2 separate regions of the Rattus norvegicus genome follow, and region 2 is linked to region 1. Evidence: chromatin contacts called from public Hi-C data. All regions are on one chromosome and are shown on one strand. The core of a region is the stretch at or near the end of the contact, and the rest is flanking DNA. Distances in the headings are between cores, read along the strand shown.

Region 1 (3,047 bases), core at 188-2,687:
AGTCTATCTAGGCTTCCTACTAGGAGTCCCCAAGGATCCACCTCTCTCTACTTCCTCTCCTCTGGGATTACAATTCTGTTCTTTTGTTTGTTTGTTTGTTTGTTTGTTTGTTTAGACAAGGGCTCACTGTGTAGCCCTGGCAGGTTGGAACTTGCTGTGTATGCCAGGTTGGTCTCACAGGACTCACAGAGATCTACCTGTCTCTGCCACCTGAGTGCTGGCTCGAAAGGAGCAGACCGCCATGCCCCTCCCCCACAGCGGACCACCCCCCCCCCCCGTTTTAAATTTACATCTTTTTTTTTTTTTTTGGTTCTTTTTTTCGGAGCTGGGGACCGATTAAATTTACATCTTATTTATTTAATTAATGTGTATGTGGAGAGAGAGAGTGTGTGTGTGGGGGGGGTGCACACATGCCATGGTGCACATGTGGAAGTCAGAAGACAGCTTGTAGGGAGTTGGTTTTCTCCTTCCACCCAGTGAGTCCAGGAATCCAACCCAATTGCCTGGTTTTGTGCCAAGTGCTCTCACCTGTGGAGTCAACTACATGCCCCGGATTATGAGATTTTTAACCTTTGATGTCTTCATGATTCAGTTGTGGTTTTGGCTTGGCCTCCTGGGCTGAGGGAGGGTTAGCAAGAAACTCTAAAGGACAGAGGCCGCTGTCACTGTTAATCAAATTAAAGGTGGCTCAGAGCTCATGGGTCCGTGTGTCCCCTAGCCTAGGGAACTGTGGGACATCTATATGCACCTCAGATTCTGCAGGCCACCTTCAGACAAGCAGTGTGTGGAGCCCAGAGCTGAGCCTCAGTTCTCCTGCATAGGCTTGCCTCCTCGGTGGGTCATCTGAGGACTTGGATTTAGGAACTGAATGTGGACAGAGCTCCCTGGCACGAGGCCCTGGGAGCCCCTTACTTCCTTTCCTCTGCTCTCTGCTCTGAGCATGGAGCAGCCTCAGGCCTTAAGAGGACATCAGGAGGGGAATGTGGCACCAGCAAACACAGAGCCACCCGCCCCGGAAGCCGGAAGCCGGAGCTCGCTTTCTAAGGCTGGCGAAGAAACAACCTTGCTTTCCTGGGTGACAGGCAGATCAGGGGGAGGAAGGATGTGCCTTCCCTCAGGGAAGTGCAATTGTGCAGTTTATTTAAAGGAGGTTATATTTTTGGAGCGGCCTCTTGGAACAGGAGCGTACAGTCATCGCTTCAGAAAAAAAAAGGGGGGGGGGGACAGAGTTATACCGCGAAGTCGCCAGAGCGAAAGAAGTTCATTAGCAAACTAGTCAGCTAATTGTCTTCAGTGTTCTTCTGGAGTTTAAAGACTGTGTTACAATGTTACAATAGCGATTTGTGCCGCTGAACTAGTCGGCTATAAATAGTGGGGCAATCAGAACTGGGAGCTGCAAGCAACACGGAAGGCGCGGGGAATAGCAAGTACCTGGAAAGCCAGTTCCTTAGTGCCGAGTGAATGCGCAGGCAGAAGGCAGAGGAGGAGCCTCCTCTAGCCCTGCAGCATCCCAGCCAGCCTGGCGCACAGCGTCTGTGCCCCAGAAACCTCTCCACCTCCTGGCCACAGGCACCTACTCTTGGGTCAGTGTATGGAGGCTACAAGTCTGCCCTGGTTCACGCCTGTCTTGTCTGGTCCTGAGGAGTCATATGGTAACCATGTAGCCTTGGATTAGCCTGCTCCAAACAGCGAGGGCAACAGAGATGGTGGTACAGAAAGAATTTCCACCCCTTTCTCTCCCTCCTTTCTCTTAGGTACCTATGTCCCTGGGAGCCAGTCCTGTTTGTGGACAGCTCAGGTGGGCTACCCCTGCAGAGTTTAGTCCAGATGGGGAATTAATGTAAGAGAGAAGCTATGGGTGGTCCTGCGTTGCTTCTAGGAACATGTGCCCAGAGAAGATGACCTGACAAGGGCCAGCATCTTGGGGACCTCCACCTTTAGCAGCACAGCTCCCACTGGGAGCCCCAAAGCTCTATGGAATTCCTAACCCCTACAGGGAGCATCAACTGTCTATGAGAAGCTATGGCCCCCTATGGAGCACCCTAATGCCCTCATAAGAGGCCTGACTTACCATGGGACAACCTCAACATTCACAGAAAGGTTGTTGGGGGGCAGGGACAGGTTCCTCTGCCTCCAGAGTCTGAGGAGCACATCCTTCCTGATGAGCTTTCAGGAGCTAGCGAACAAGGCCAACCCATGAGGACTCTGGGCTTATGTGACGAACAGTTGGCTGAGGGTCTACCTTGGATCAGGCTAGCCTCTGGCTCTGTCCAGGGGCCATGTGGTTATGAGTGGCTGAGCTCGGAATTGGGCCTTTTGGTAGGGTTAGGGAGCTGAGGTCTTATTCCCTCTCCAGTTCTGTACGAGGGGGTCACTGGCCTCATGTTTCTGCTCCCTGCAAACACAGGAGAGCAACCTAACTCTTGAGCAGAGGTTACTGGCTGTGAACTCTGTGAGGAAGGGTCTGCCCTGTCTTTGGTCTCCGTGGTTAGTGTGCAGTGCGGCATGTGTCTGCCACCAGCCACACAGATGGTTGTGTCCCTGGATGGGACAGAAGATACTACCAGAGCCTAGGAGACTCAGCCAGCCTTGGGCCAGTCCTCCTTGCCCGAGTCACCCTGACCTGGCCAACCGTGTCAGAAAGAATGGTGTGTATGCCTTGAAGCTCAATACTCAAAGGTAAAGGCAAGTGGATATTTGTGACTTCAAGGCCAGCCTGTTCTTCACAACGAGTTCCAGATCAGACAGGGTTTTTGTAGTGAGACCGTCTCAAGCAAGCAAGCAAGCAAGCAAGCAAAACAAACAAGCAAAAAAAAAAAAAAAAAAAAAAAAAAAAGAAAGAAAGAAATGGAAAAGGGAAAGGGGGGGAAGTTAGTTTAACAGGGACTGGGATGGGACTTTGGTGTCCTCTTTGAGCCCCATTGTGATTGTGGGGTTGCATCATTCTGAGGTTGGTGAGGCTCTGAAAGATCTGGGTGACTTAGACCAGTGTGTACACCAGTTTTGTAATTTGCTGAAGTAACTGGAGATATGGGGAAAGGGGAGGC
Region 2 (3,047 bases), core at 273-2,772, 230 kb after region 1:
GCCCACAGGTGCCAACTCACTGATGACTACCCATTGGCCTCTGTCCAGGCCACAGGAGCGGATCTATGTGACGCCTGGTGCACCGAGAGCCATCAGCTTATCATGTCCTCGTTATACCTGGGACACACCATGACTGGATACTGTCCTGGTTGCCTGGAATCCACCTAGGCTTGCACATGGGTATGGAGAAAAGCCAGAGCTTAGCCTGGTATCAGCAAGCTTCCCGTTCAGTTCTGTGTAGCCTGGGGTAGAAAACGAAACGGCTTCTCAATGTGCCCAGCAGCAAGGTCCTGGCCGCCGAGAGAGACAGGGATTTGCTTCTTTTGTGCCATGACTCTTATCTACAGCAATGAATACAGTTTTATGAAGCCTTACTCTGTGTGTGTGGGGTGTGTGGGGGGGGTGTAAGTGTGGAACTGAGGACCTGGGGAAGGACAGGCAAGTAGCACAGAGCCATCACCTGTCTTTTAAGTTTACTTCTTATACCAGAAACTGGACTCAGTTTGGAGTACTTTACGAGTCTGCTCTGTGGTGACCATGCCCACTCCACCCACCCATCCACCCCATCCCCAGTGGACAGCCAGATGCAAATTGCCTGACACTCCATCGAGTAGCTATGCACTTACCCCTCCCTCACTCCTTCTGGTGTCAGCTGAAACTGGATAATCCCTGGCTCCCAATAATAATAATAATTATAATAAGGTGTTGGACCACCAAACCCGCTTCTGTATGCTCCCTGGCTTCAGCATACACTGTGCATCCTAGGCTTCTTCCCATCATGTGTCTCCTAAATGTGAAGGGTTCCCATCTGATGGGGACACCCAGCAGCTGACTAGAGAAGCCAGGCCACCGTTGACATCTTTCACAGTGGCCCAGGTGTGGCAGTTAAACCTTAGGAGCTTTCTGGTCATTACCCCGAAGGACACTGGACTGTATGTAACCACAACCACCACAATGATTCAAAATGTGAAAGCACGAGGCTCAGCTCCTCCACTGAACAGTGACTAGCAGAACTGCAGCCTCCTCTCAGGCCACAAGGGAATCCAGAGCAGACTCAATGGCAGGAGCTTGCTGCAATCCCATTATTTAAAATCAGTTTTAAGTCATTGCATAGACTGGAGCTGCGGTAGGTGGTCGGGGTGACATACGCCAAGATGGGCTCCCTTCTCTAGGCAGACCAGGCCGGACCACAAGGTCGATCACAGGAAGGCCCTAACCTGGCATACTACCATGCTTGCCATTTCGGAACCGGGAAGGGGCGTGTCCCAACTCTGCCGTTCACTGGGCAGGTACAGCCAATCAGTCTCTTAGGTGAGGGGGCATGTTCTGAGGACTGCGGCCCCGCCATCCCGCTTGTCCGCTCTGGAAAATGGTTCTGGGGTTCCCATTCACAGTCGTTCACTGCGCAAGCGCGGCCCCACCCACCGGCCCTTTCAGGAAAGGGCTCACTGCGCGCTCCTCCATTGGCCAGGCGCGACCCCGCCCTACTGCGCACGCTCTCTCGACACTACTGTCGCTGTCTGCCCTTCGCGATGGCTGCTGTCAGGGTTCTGGTGTCGCCGAGGTTGGCTTCTGCGCTCCTACCGCTCTCAGGGCGCCACCGGACTACCTCCCAGCGCGCAGCCATTCACAGCTCCGCACCGCGGCCCCGGGCCAGGGTGGCGTTGGTGAGTACAGGGTCAGACTCCCAGGCCATGTGCCTCTCCTTGCTCGGTCCTCGCAGCCTGGGGTCGATCACCTGTCCGCCCAAGGTCGGCCGTTGGTGGGGTTCAGCTTCCCGGTACCCTCGGTAATTTCGTGTCGGGTCCACGCCCTCGTCAGTGCCTCTCTTCCTGCAGGTGCTGTCGGGCTGCGGAGTCTATGACGGAACCGAGATCCACGAGGCCTCAGCGTAAGTCCTCAGAGTTTGTAAACATTCTCTTGGTTTAAAAGGCAGAAATGGCCAGAGCGTCGTAACCAAACGCAGTGGGTTCGCATCGTGATAAGTCCAAAGCCAAAATTAGCACAGCCGAGACATAAAAGGTGCCACCCGGGCCCTGGGTGAAGGCAGAACGCCTGGCAGGAACCCGGGGCCCTGCACATACCCAAAATGTAACACCTGCGAGTCAGCTACCCTCGCTGCTCATCAGTCAGTAAAAGGATACCTGCCTACCCGCTCTGGTTCTACCCTCACCTTGCAGAAAGGTCTGTAAGTGGCAGGAGCCCTGGCTTCGTAAAAAAGCATCAAGATGTCCTACACACTAGCACTCAGTGGAAGTCCGTTTGCAAAATCATCTTGCTGCCGTGAGGCTGGAGGAGACATTTGGAAGTGATGTCTTTGTGGATTTTCTTCACGTAGGATCCTGGTGCACCTGAGCCGAGGCGGAGCTGAGGTCCATATCTTTGCTCCTGATGTCCCTCAGATGCACGTGATTGACCACACCAAGGGGGAGCCTTCTGAGAAGGAAAGCAGGTATGGGGAGGGAAAGGACCTGGAGAGAGCCATGTTCCTATGTGCACCTTCTACAGCGCAGACTTCCTGATTATTTGCTCAAGCATGTGTCCCTCAAAACAGCTGTCATCCGGCAAGTCTGGAAATACACTGCTGTGGGCAGAATGTTTCTGACCTCCCAGTGACCCTTACGGGAAGAGCAGTAACTACTGTTGCCCTCCCTCTGGACGTGAGGTGGTCATGGTTTGTTCTGGCTTGACCCTGCAAGGCACTGTGTTCCCTTTCTTTATCTAGTTCCTTTATTTGTTTTTTGTAGGGGGGGAAAGGGTTGTTTGTTTTGTTTTCCTAAACCAAGTTTCTCTATGTAGAGAGCCTCTCTCTACATAGATAGAGAGGCTATCTTGAAATTCACTCTGTAGCCCAGGCTGGCCTTGAACTCAGAGATGCACCTGCCTCTGCCTCCTGAGTGCTAGGATAAGACACATACTCTCGGGCTGGAGAGATGGCTCAGTGGTGAAGAGCACTGAGTGCTCTTCCAGAGGTCCTGAGTTCAAATCCCAGTAACCATATGGAGGCTCACAACCATCTGTAATGGGATCTGATGCCCTCTTCTGGT

Evidence for each region. Hi-C and Micro-C count contacts between places; a contact is called where the count stands out from the background.
Region 2: a contact with region 1 is called in a Hi-C map of the A7r5 cell line, with 3 times the contacts expected there. The contact joins the promoter of Gatd3a here to the enhancer-like site in region 1. A contact is called at or near these places in 4 of 12 Hi-C or Micro-C datasets (the A7r5 cell line, frontal cortex, kidney and 1 more).

What each region holds. Positions count from the first base shown.
Region 1 is chr20:10,284,979-10,288,025 of GRCr8, forward strand. No RefSeq gene overlaps it. Among named protein-coding and RNA genes, the nearest start is that of Rrp1, 26 kb to the left of the region's middle. Within about 2 kb of position 1,438, at least 54 of the 93 cell types and tissues checked have an H3K27ac peak or open chromatin away from gene starts, as enhancers often do.
Region 2 is chr20:10,512,937-10,515,983 of GRCr8, forward strand. Gatd3a (glutamine amidotransferase class 1 domain containing 3A) reads left to right here and starts at 1,523. Exons shown (of 7, transcript NM_001004225.1): 1 at 1,523-1,667; 2 at 1,839-1,891; 3 at 2,339-2,452. The coding sequence starts at 1,533.